Linked DNA regions of Mus musculus: all the other regions are linked to region 2. The links are chromatin contacts, called in public Hi-C and HiChIP or PLAC-seq maps. All regions are on one chromosome and are shown on one strand. Each heading gives the region's core, a stretch centred on a gene start, on an enhancer-like site or on the middle of the called end of the contact. The rest is flanking DNA. Distances are from core to core; before and after follow the strand shown.

The links. A called contact is a pair of places that touch in the nucleus more often than the background predicts. HiChIP or PLAC-seq counts read pairs in DNA pulled down with a chosen protein or histone mark.
Region 1: a Hi-C map of B cells shows a contact between it and region 2, with 7 read pairs. The contact joins the promoter of Zbtb12 here to the enhancer-like site in region 2. A contact is called at or near these places in 1 of 484 Hi-C or Micro-C datasets (B cells) and 3 of 115 datasets of contacts at active chromatin or transcription factors (embryonic forebrain, forebrain and large pre-B cells).
Region 3: a contact with region 2 is called in an H3K4me3 HiChIP or PLAC-seq map of bone marrow-derived macrophages, with 4 times the contacts expected there. The contact joins the promoter of Ppt2 here to the enhancer-like site in region 2. A contact is called at or near these places in 6 of 115 datasets of contacts at active chromatin or transcription factors (bone marrow-derived macrophages, embryonic stem cells, large pre-B cells and 2 more) and 3 of 9 other capture datasets (adipose tissue, embryonic stem cells and liver).

What each region holds. Positions count from the first base shown.
Region 1 is chr17:34,893,197-34,896,855 of GRCm38.p6, forward strand. It overlaps Zbtb12 (zinc finger and BTB domain containing 12), which reads left to right and starts at 1,363. Exons shown (of 2, transcript NM_198886.3): 1 at 1,363-1,573; 2 at 2,025-3,648. The coding sequence starts at 2,045. The coding sequence ends at 3,424.
Region 2 is chr17:34,070,210-34,074,160 of GRCm38.p6, forward strand. It overlaps the pseudogene H2-Pb. Among named protein-coding and RNA genes, the nearest start is that of H2-Oa, 20 kb to the right of the region's middle. Within about 2 kb of position 2,087, at least 42 of the 459 cell types and tissues checked have an H3K27ac peak or open chromatin away from gene starts, as enhancers often do. A contact at or near this core is called in B cells and bone marrow-derived macrophages, where this site is marked.
Region 3 is chr17:34,625,054-34,629,258 of GRCm38.p6, forward strand. It overlaps Ppt2 (palmitoyl-protein thioesterase 2), which reads right to left and starts at 2,382. Exons shown (of 9, transcript NM_001302396.1): 1 at 2,272-2,382; 2 at 1,752-1,942; 3 at 1,406-1,559; 4 at 783-878; 5 at 584-691. The coding sequence starts at 1,934.

The DNA.
Region 1 (3,659 bases), core at 113-2,612, 820 kb after region 2:
AAGACCACAGCCAAGGTACTGCCTCGCGGCTGTCTGCGCCTTCTCCGGGAACAGCATCTCTTGGGTGTGAGAATTCGGTTCAATCAGGAATGAACTTTGTATGGGCGGATGCAGGTCCAGCTGAAAGCCAATGATGTCAACACCCAGCCATTTATTGTCTGACTTTTATTTGCAAAACACAGCCCATACATAACTTAATTCCTGTATTCAAGATGTCTTGGGGGGGGGGGGGGCATCGGGTTGCAAGCAGTTGAGCATCCTCAGGATTGAGAAGCTTCCTGGAGGGTGTAATAAAAAAAATATAACCTGCAGGCAACAGCGGCCACCCCCTGAGGACTTTATTCTTTAAAGCCAGTGTGGGTATTTGGGGTGCACAGAAGCGCTGGTGGGCTAGCCTTCAAGACAGGTACTCACATTGAAGTTGTGTTGAAGGTAGTTTTGGAGTGGCAAAGAAAGCCAGTCCGGAGTAGAGTGGGTATCTAGGGTCAGGGAGCATCTCCTCTTCTGGGACAGGACAGAGTGGGTGCAGAGAAAATTATAGATGGCACATTAGTACCAATATAAATAATTGCACAATTTGCAAGATTAGTCCCAGGGTTAATTACACAGTGAAGGTGAAACGCACTAATCTTTCACAGTATGAGTGGGGTTCTTGACCTTGGCAAGAAGTCAGAGTGGATAAAATAGAAGGGAGAATGAGTGTGATTGACGTAACCGTGTGCTCTAAGCCGGACAAGCTGAGGGCAAGCGCTGGCTCATCAGGCTTTGTGGAAAGTGAAATTCTCTTTTAGATCAGGACTACAGTGGGCACCAGCTTCAGAAGACTTGGAAAAGTCTGGAAATGTGGCCTGAGGAACTGTGCACACATTCAGCGGAGGATGCACCCGAGGGCAGCAGTGATCCTAAGATTGGTAGGCCACCGGCAGGTCCAAGGCTCTGGGAGGTGGCCTGACTCGCACAGCTGGGCGGGAGTGACGCCTTGCTGGAGAGCAGGTGGCCGCGCAGATTGCGCAGTTCCCGGGGAGCGCGCGCGCTGGGGGGCGCGGGGCAGGCGGGGCTAGCGGGGACGCGCTGGGGCGCGGGAGGGGGGCTCTAGGAGCCGGGGGCGGGGCCGAGTGCGCGGGCCTTGGCACGCACGCGCAGACGGGCCGCGGGCCCCAGAGGCAGAGAGGAGGGGGAGCGTGAAATAGGGGGCGGTGTGGAGCGTATTTCCGCTCTGGCGGACAAATAATCCTGGCCAAAGGGGAGGCCCGACTGTCCAGCCCTTTAACCGCGTGGGGGTGCCGGGGGAGAAAAGGGGGGTCGGGGAGGGGGAATCCTGCTCCTTTAATTCCCTCCCCTCTTCCTCCGCCCCGAGTCCGCGAGGACGCTGCGCTGCGCGGGGCCTTGGAACACTCGGCACGAGCTGCCCCCGCCCCTCCCCCTCCCGCCCACGCGGAGCCGGCCCGCGCGCGCACCCCGTGCACCCCCGCGCCTGCGCGCTGCCCCGGCCCTGCCCGTGTGTGGGGGGCGTCGCTGGCCCCGGGGGGGTGGGGGACCAGGGGGGAAAAATCAGCACGCGGAACCGGGCCAGGTGAGAGGCGCGTGCACCCAGGGTCGTGAGTCTGGGTGGGGGGGCGTGCCACGGAGATCTGCGCGTGGGAGGGGGGCGTGCACGACCTGTCCGGGCGGTGGGAGGACGTGAAAAGGGGGACTCACAGCAGCGCGGCCCAGGCTAGAGCGAGGCGGGTGAGGAGTACCTGCAACCGGGGGCCACCCCAGAGTTGCAATCCTCTGGTTTTTTCCCCCCATCCACCCCTTTATCCATTCTCCCGTGGGCGCGCGGGCTGCGGGACTGGGGGGTGTGGACGCCGCTGCCCCGCCCCCGGGAACCACGCCTCCCTCCTCGGAGGGACCGCGCCTCCTTGGAATTGGGGAAACTGAGGGAGGCGCGCCAAGACTAGGGAGGTAGGGATGAGGGGTCTGGAGCCTTGGCCTCCGACAGCCAGAGACCTTTGTCTCTGACTCGTTTCCTTCCCACCCAGGGCAGTCCACTCCCGCCACAATGGCCTCTGGGGTGGAAGTCCTGCGCTTCCAGCTGCCTGGCCACGAGGCCGCAACGTTGCGGAACATGAACCAGCTCCGTGCAGAGGAGCGGTTCTGTGATGTGACCATCGTGGCCGACAGCCTCAAATTCCGTGGCCACAAGGTCATCCTGGCCGCCTGCTCACCGTTCCTCCGGGACCAGTTCTTGCTGAACCCCAGTTCTGAGCTGCAGGTCTCACTGATGCACAGCGCGCGTATTGTGGCGGACTTGCTCCTCTCTTGCTACACAGGCGCCCTGGAGTTCGCAGTCAGGGACATCGTGAACTACCTGACAGCAGCCTCCTACCTGCAAATGGAGCATGTAGTGGAGAAATGCCGGAACGCCCTTAGCCAGTTCATTGAGCCCAAAATAGGCCTTAAAGAAGATGGGGTCAGCGAGGCTAGCCTCCTAAGCAGTGTCAGTGCCACCAAGTCCCTCCTCCCTCCAGCCAGGACCCCAAAGCCAGCTCCAAAACCCCCACCACCACCTCCTCTACCCCCTCCGCTCCTGCGACCGGTGAAGCTGGAGTTTCCGCTGGATGAGGACCTAGAGCTGAAGGCGGAAGAGGAGGATGAGGATGAAGATGAAGATGTTTCTGACATCTGCATCGTCAAAGTGGAGTCGGCTCTAGAAGTGGCACACCGGCTCAAACCCCCTGGAAGCCTAGCCGGGGGTCTGGGTATCGGGGCCTCTGTGAGCAGCCACCTGGGAGAGCTGGCCCAGAGTAGTGTGGCCCCCAACACTGTTACCCCACCGCAAGGGGTGGTGAAGGCATGCTACAGCCTGTCAGAGGACGCGGAAGGGGAAGGCCTGTTGTTGATCCCAGGAGGCCGGGCCAGTGTGGGGGCCACCTCGGGCCTAGTGGAAGCAGCAGCGGTGGCCATGGCTGCCCGGGGGGCGGGGGGCAGTCTGGGGGCAGGGGGTAGCCGGGGACCTCTGCCTGGGGGCTTCTCAAGTGGAAACCCCTTAAAGAACATCAAATGCACCAAATGCCCTGAAGTGTTCCAGGGTGTGGAGAAGCTGGTCTTCCACATGCGTGCGCAACACTTCATCTTCATGTGCCCACGCTGCGGCAAGCAGTTCAACCACAGCAGCAACCTCAACCGCCACATGAACGTCCACCGTGGTGTCAAGTCCCATTCATGTGGCATCTGCGGCAAGTGCTTTACTCAGAAGTCCACACTGCACGATCACCTCAACCTGCACTCAGGAGCCCGGCCCTACCGGTGCTCCTACTGTGACGTGCGCTTTGCCCACAAGCCCGCCATTAGGCGGCACCTCAAGGAGCAGCATGGCAAAACCACAGCTGAGAACGTGCTGGAAGCTGGTGTGGCTGAGATCAATGTCCTCATCCGCTGAAAGGCCAAGAGGCTGGGGGCGGTCCTGGGCCCGGCAGAATTGGGGAGGGGCGGGGTTTGAGGGCAGGCAAACATTTTGAGGGAGGAAGACTGGAGAGAGAGAGAGACCATGCCTCAAAGAGCAGAAGAAAAAGATGGAGCCGGAGACAGGGTTGATAAGGCTGAGGGAATGTGGGATCCCAAAGAAAGATTTCTTTTTTGAAGAGGTGCATAAACGATGTGGAGGAAGAGAGGGA
Region 2 (3,951 bases), core at 837-3,336:
GGAATGGATAGGAGAGGGAAGGGAGTGAGGAACAAGACTTGAGCTGCCTCAGAAGGAAGTTTTTATGTGGCAGAGTAAAAACCCAGGCTGAAGGGTGTGGCCCCTGTTCCTGTGAGGCTGGTAGAGCAGGCCTATGATGGTCACATGCCACCTTCTTCCTGGAGGGCTCCTGAGAGCCTCTAGTCTGTTGAGAGAAGGAAACACCACCCCACCTTGGATGTTCCTGAGTGTCCTATTGGACACTAATATTCTCATTTTCACATCAGTTTCATGGGAAGTGGCATTGTGTACTGACTACTGTGTCTCTTGCCCTTTGTTGTGTAGCATTCTAACTTGTAAGGAAGCTGTTAAGACTCAGGCTGGTCTAAAGGGATGGGAACATTCCATCCTGCAGGGATACTCCTTAAAAGTCAGGAAGTGAACAACTCAAAAGTTCCAGGAAGCTCCTGAAACTGACCAGATTCACTAAGTCCTTCCCATCCCAAGTGCGTAAGCAGAAAGAACTGCTGAGGGACACTCTGAGCTTCTAGAAACAATCTCACTCCAAGTTTCCAGTTTCATGAGTTTCATGCCCAAGGTTCATGCCCAAGTTGGAGTGCATTCTTGAGTGTAGCCGTCACTGATTCCTATAAGTAATCGCTCATCCACACTCCACAGTAACGCCATAGACTTAACCCATTGATGACCTGAGTTGTGTTTTGGTGGTGTTCTTACTCTGCTCTGTTGTTGGCTCCCTATCTGAGGTGAGTAGGAATTTATTCACATCTCATTAGGAATGGCATCACGCAATACCTTAAATGAAGTACAGGGATACATACCTCCCTGAGCAGCCCAGATGCACAAGCAAAGCAGATCTTGGCCTTAGTGAAAGGCAACAAAGTAGCTTGCTTCCGTTGGTGGATGCAACCATGTTAGCCCCCTGCTGATCTTGCACTACACGTTGATCTGTTCCTGAGCGGTCTGTGGCTTTCCCCAGTACAGGAGGTGAAAGGATGTGTCCTACTCCTGTTGTGACAGCTCTGGTGTGCAGCCTCGCTGTTTCATCTGTGAAGGGCTCGGAAGGCACACATACTCCACCAAGTGTGGGGCTCATGGTGACACGCTCTCTGGTTGTGTCCACATCGCCCCGTGCAAATCAGGTGGAAGCCACCTGTTCTTGCTGAAGGTTTACCTCAGTCCAGTGGGGATTACTCTTTCTATTCTTTTTAAATGGAGGCTGACCAGGCCAGCTCAGTCGGTCAACAGGGTCTCGAGGGAGGGAGCCAGGATTGAAAAGACAAAGACAACACTATACCATGACTCCAGCCAGCGCTGAGGCTGAAGTAGCTTTATTTTTCTCCAGCCTGCTTTTCTATCATCCTAGGCCCACCCCGCACCCCGCCGATTCTGCACTACACATTGATCTGTTCCTGAGCTGTCCGCGGCTTTCCCCAGTACAGGAGGTGAAAGAGAATGCACACCCTGTTATATCCAGAAGACATGGCCAGGTCTTAGATCAAAGACAAAGTAAGCGAAGGAAGTAGTAAACAAGGACCCCTTGACTTCAGAGGATATGTTAAAGGAAACACTAAAGTATAGAGAGGTATGTTCTTATCAAGGGTGTGTATATGTGTGTGTGTGTGTGTGTGTGTGTATGCGTGTGTGTGAACTCATGTGTGCGGAAGCATGTGTGCACGTGTGAGTTTATGTGCACCAAGAGCATGCAGCTCGTTGTGAAGGCCAAAAGGTAGATCCCCCAGAGCTGCAGTTACAGGTGACAGGGATCTGCTTGACCCAGTGCTAGGATTCAACCTGGGTCTTCTGCAGGAATGGTAAGTGCTTTTAACCACCAAGCCATCTCTCAGCCCCAGGAGCTGAGTCCTTTGCTCTTACGCCATCTTTGTCTTAGTGTTTCTATTCGTTCTCTTTCTCACTGCTGTGACCAGAGCCCTGACAAGAAGCACCATAAGGAAGGAGGAGGTTTAGTGTGGCCTTCAGTTCCAAATGATCTGGCACTTCATGGCGGAAGAGGCATGGCAGTAGCATGAGGCAACTGGTCACACTGCCTCAGCAGTCACGACCTAGACAGACAGGAAATGTACTGGGCTGTAAAACCACATGGCCAGCCCTCCAGTGATCCACTTCCTCTAGCAAGCCTCTATCTCCTACAGAAGAGACCTATCTTCTGTAAGGTCTCAAATAACATAATGGCACCAGCTGGGAGCTAAGTGTACAAATACGGGAGCCCATGTGGGACACAGCCACACAGTGATTCTGTGGTGTTCGGTGGCTTCTGTGTCTACTGAGCTGGGCAGGCAGCTTTTGCTATTCTGACAGCTTAGGGCTCCCTTCTTCTGTAACTTCATTAGCTTGCTAACGGATCTGTTATGCTTTGGGGATGTTATATCCTGAGAGCTAAGGGACACTTTACCTCTCCAGTTCCCCAGTTAAGCCTGAGTTCTCCAGTTATTTTATTTGCCCAATTCTCTAGTGTTGTCTTTGCAGACGGCCCACAAAAGCCACTCAGAGAGCCTTAGACAAAGATTATAAACTCAGCCTGCCCGCCATGGCAGCTACTGATCATTCATGGCTTCACTTAAATTTAAATAATTTAAATCTGACAGCATGATAGTGTCTGATCTTCCAACCTCCATGCTGGCAGACAGCAGATAGACATTTGACAGCAGAGACTTCTGCTGGGGAGGGTGCTCTCAGCATTCTCTGATGGCCGTGTTTAAGGTTACAGTTTGGATCTGGAATGCTCTCCCAGAGTTTTGTGGGTTGATGGCTTGGTCCCTGATGCACTATAGTTCAGAGGTGAGCAGTTAGCAGACCTGGAGCTTGTCAGATTCATCCATTGGTGGATTTAAAAAAAAATTATTTATTTATTTATTTATTTATTTATTTATTTATTTATTGTCTATGAGTACACACACTCTCTCTCTCCCCCTCTCCCCCCCCCATAAAATAAAACTAAACAATTAGTCTTTTAAAAGACCAAGTGTTAGAACAACTTACCCCAGCTTCCTTCCTCAGCCCCACTCTTCCGCCACACTCCCTCAGGACTGTGAGGGAAGTTCAGGCTGAGACTTTCTGATCATGCAGAGGAGCCCTCAGGACAACCACAATATCTTAGCTGCTCATCTAGATCCCGGAGATCTCAGCTGAGCTGGATGAGGGCTGAAAGGATACACACTCAGCTATTAAAATCTCCTTAGAGAGTGAGAGACACTTTCCATCCCTCCTCCTTCTCCTTCGCCTCACCCACAGAAGCCTGGGAACCTGGGGACCTTGTAGTCTAATGGTCAGACCCCTGGCTGGGGCTTCTTCTCTTCCTATAGGACAGCTTTGCTCCGACACTGGTTCCAGTGGCTTCTAGAACTCTCTAGCATTACCTTTCTGCCTTAGACCCTTCTGTGGACAGGAGAGCTTATCGAGGAAATGCTAGCCCCAGCCACCTGCCAGGATTCTCTATTTCATATCTTTGATGCCTGGGCTGTGTGTAGTTCAGGCAGGCCTTGAACCTGCGACCTTCCTGCCTGTGCTGGAGTTGGAGGCTGCTCCTCTACACTCTTCTCACCCTGCTTGCTCTTCCTGTGCCTGGTGATGCCCACTGTCAGGAAGATGAGTCCCAGCACCAGGCCAACCACTCCAATCAGCATCTTGTTTCGGGCAGAGTCAGACTGGATACCTGGGAAGAAGAGAATTCTGGGTTAATGTCCCCTCCCGAGGCACAACACTCCTTAGTGGCTGACAGGGATGCGGATTATCAACATGAAGATCACTGAGAGGGACACACTGTAGGGGAGACTATGTGGAAGGACTCAGAGATGTAGACCTAGGCTAGTGTCTTCAAATAATCACCATGAGGATTTGGACAGCTGCCTTCCAAACAAGGACAGACAAAAAGGCAGATGGAGGAGGTCAGACCCTGCTGTGAGGGCATGGCAGGGGATATCTGCCTCCCTAGAC
Region 3 (4,205 bases), core at 1,132-3,631, 560 kb after region 2:
CCTGTCTTAAAAAACCAAAAACCAAACAAACAAACAAAAAAATCAGGCATTAGATGTTAAATAATTGACTATAAAGATTTATTAACCTGCTCTTGGAAATATGCCACTAGCCTTGGGTGGATGCCCCTCTGAATACATCCTTTCAGAGTTGTTACGCTTGGATGATTTCTATTAATCATCACATGTTCTGTTTGTGAGTCAGTGAATATATTTTTTCAGAGTTCTAATATTTGTTCTTTTAATGTATAAGATCCCCTGCTTGAGAGCTGCAAAACACTCAGATTCAAACTGCCTCTGTGTTTGTTTCTGTTTGTCACTACCAAATCCTTACCCACCTAGGCTTCGAGGACCCTCATTTCAGGGACCCCCTATACCAGACTGGGGTGGTCCATGGCAATAAGCCATTTTTTTTTAAATTTTTGCATCAGACTACACTCTTTGAGGCAACTGGCTGGTTTGCACACCACATTCTGAACAGTGTCTATTTTATAAGTGTTAAATGGAAGCGATTGCTTTGGTTATGTCAGATTGGGAGCAACAGGCCTCATCCTCCGTAGCACCCCGACCACGGAGGCCCACTCACCGTGCCAGTAGTTGCAAATGGAAAATTCCTGGCCCCAAGGACTATAGCAGACCCGATAGAGGTTAGACCGCATGGACGTGGGGAAGAGCCATTTCAAATAGTCCGTGTCTGAAAGAGAACCGCCATGCCAAGGGCCATCAAATCTCTGTGCCCCGAACACACTATACTGCCTTCTATGGCACCCACAGTGCCCACTCACCTCCATACTGGCCCATCTGTGGGGAGGAGAGGGAGATGAAAGAGTCCACATTGTGGTTATCCATGACAGACAGCAAAGCACGGCACACCAGGCCCCCTGGAAGCAGAGCACCAGTGTTGGAAATGGTCTTTTAGGTTGATTGATTTATTTCATGTATATGAGTGCACTGTCCCTGTCTTCAGACACACACACCAGAAGAGGGCATCAGATCTCATTACAGATGGTTGTGAGCCACCACATGGTTGCTGGGAATTGAACTCTGGACCTCTGGAAGAGCAGTCAGTGAGTGCTCTTAACCGCTGAGCCATCTCTCCAGCTCCGAAAGGGTCTTAAGAATAGCCACTGGAGTGATCCTTACTTCCTGTCTCTCAGAATCCCAGGCCTCCGATACACTCCATTCCAGCACGGGTCACAGGTCACATGATGGAGCCATGGTGCGAGTTTAGGCCTCTGACCAACTGAAATGCTTTTAGCTGCTCTGTAATTCCTTAAATCTAAGAACCATGGCCAATGAGCACAGAAGGAACCCTCCCTCCCACTCAGGACACAAACGCCAGAAAGTAGGCCTTAGATAAGGGTCAAGCTCAGACGGGGGTTGGGAGTTAAGAGTGTGCGTTGCTTACCCTGGGAGTAGCAGATGAGGTGCACTCCTTCAGGGGCCTTTTCCATGATGGGGACCACAGCCTCTCGGAACCCTTGTACCTGTTCCCACAGGGGCCGCAAACTCTCTCTGCCATCGAAGAGATCAAGCACTGTCACCACAGTCCCGGTGTGTGTCTGTGGGAAAGGGGCAATGCGGCACTAGGTTGGACAAAGTGTATTCACTGTGCTTGCAGGAACCCCCATCCCTCAGCTCTCCCCGTGCGGGGAGCAGTACCCTGAAAACTAGCCTAGAGGGGCTGGCTGTCTTTCATCTGCCCACGCTTCCTCCCCCAGCCACTTTATATCCATTCAGTATCCCCCACAGACCTCATTGATATAGTCCAGCAGGTGGCGGAAGCTGTATGAACTGTCAAAGAGCCCGTGCACCACGATCACGGGCTTGTAGGACCCGCGGTGGGCTGCGGGGGCTGCGGGCATCAGCAGCGGCAGGAACGGCAGGAGAAGCAAAGCCCAAGCCGAAGGAAGCCTCTGCCTCCATAGCCCCGGCATGCTCCCACCTGAGAAGGAACGAGAGGCCGTGAGGGAGACGACGCCTCTCCACTCCCAACAGACTCACAGCAAGCAACTCTCCGGCCTCCGCTCCTACTCCTGGTCCGTATGAGGGAAGGCTACTTTTAACTTACTCCATCCAGATGGCTCGGCACAAACACCTACCACCTCCATGCACCAATGCTCACCCTAAGTCCCGCCCCCAACTTGGCGCCCAAGGGACTTTGTCCCAAGGCCCAGGATCTCCCTTAAGCATCACCTCGGCCATTCACTACTCTGGGATCTGCAAAGGCCGGGGAACAGCGGCCCAGGACACACGGAGAGTGGAAACTCCCACCTGGTCTGTGTCTGGAGGCTTCGTTCCGCCAGCTGTTTACTTGTACCTAGTCTGTAATCCACCGGATACGGGGATAGGGGGACAAGGAGAGCGCGCAGTGGGATGACGGACGGGGCGCGGGGGGGGGGGGGGGGGTGCTGCTCGGGGTCGCGCAAAGCCGTCACGTCCGGGACTTTCCCTGGCAACAGGGCGAGCGTCCCCTGCAACGCGGACAGCGGACCGGAGGGGCAATGGAACATTCCATTGCACCCAAAGAACTGGGGAGGAAATAGACAGAGCGATCCATTTAGCCGGATGGGGAGAGGCAACAGCAGAAAAAGATAATACTGGGTTTCTAAAGAAGGCATTCCTAGGCTTCAGCTGCATCCAGCCACCCAGGGGTGCAACTTCCCCTCCTTAATGCGGCCCACTTTCCAATCCAGGCTGTCTGGCTTCGTAGCAGAGCCCAAGAAAACGTGCGAGGGGGGAGGTTAGGACTGACGAAAGGCGACTCCCGCTTCTATCGCTGGACGCCAGGCTTGTGTTAGGCCAGAGTGCCAGGCCGATCACAGCTGAAGAGCCCCTCTTCCCACTCCTGCCTGCCCTCCCGCTCCGGATCAGCGCCTTACAACTCTTCACTTTGAAGTGCGTGTTGTGCCCTTGTCTCCGGAGACGCCGAGAGTCCTCCAGGCCCCTCAAGTGAAGTGCAGCCTGACCCAGTTTCTCTGGCCCTACTTTTATCTCCGCATTCACGACCCACCCTCCCGGACCCACCTTATATGGGCGTGGGGCCCCGTGGGCTTCAAGGACTCACCACAGGATTTCCACCAGTCTTTCAATCCTGAGCGACCCCGACAAACTGCTCCTCAGATCCCTGCGGGCTGCTGGCGACACAAACCCTGCCAGTGCAGGCAGACTTCCTCCCCGCTGCGGGCGCTGGCACCACTCGGCCTACCCGTGACCCCTACGGCGCGCCGGAGTGCCAGGGAATAGCCTTTATCCGTCAGTGCTTTTACTTAGCAATTAAATAAGTTTGCAGGGTTTCTGAGCTTCAAGGCCTGTACTCAGGGACTTTGTTTAATCTGAACTTAATAAAACCAGAAGCGTGTATTGAAGATGGTGTGGGAGGGATGGGTCCAAGGTTCCCTCTGATCCATGCACGGTTGAAAAACCAGAACCACCGGTATGAGGCCGTGGGTAAAAATTTCTCAGACCTGGAACGGGCTCAAGCCAGGGCTTTGGAGACTGCTCTCCAGGACGCCACCAGAGGGGCTTTGTCCTAGAGCAACTGTCTCTGGAGAGAGTTGGAAAATCCTAAAGGGGTGTTTCTGATTCTCCTGCTAGGTTTCTGCAAAAAAGGCTCAACTGGTGTAACCTCTGTAGAGGGCCTATCCTTACCCCACCTCCCCACCCACGCCCTTACAAGACACAAAAAGCAAATAAAAAGAGTGGAAGTCACCGCTGTGTCTTGGGTTGACTCCGGGGGTGGATCTGCGTCTTGGGGCAGGAGGAGGGGGGAGAGAGGGAGTGCTTTAAGGAGAGGTTGTGACTGCTGACTGGACCAAGAACTCTTCAGCCCCCAACAAGCACGCTTTTCCAAACCTGCCTGTCACAAACAAGCAATTAGAGCTTGCTTCCCTCTGATGAAGCATTTCAGCTTCTTATAACCCTAGAGAAAGAAGGTACCTGTGTACCCCCACAGGCGCTTTCTTTTTCTCCTTTTCTTTAGCCACAGTCAGCATCTTACCTCTATTGTCAGGCTGTATATGGGGGAGGGGGGGTCTGAACCTCTTGGTTCCACTCTTTGTACAGTTCTGTCTCACACCTGGAGAAACCTAGAACTATCTTGCAGGATGTTCTGAGGGAAACTGAGGGAGCAACCCCATGGATGAGCAGGGACTGCTTGAACGGGGTCTGGAGATAAGTGTGGTAAATCCATTGAGCTGGCTTCTTCT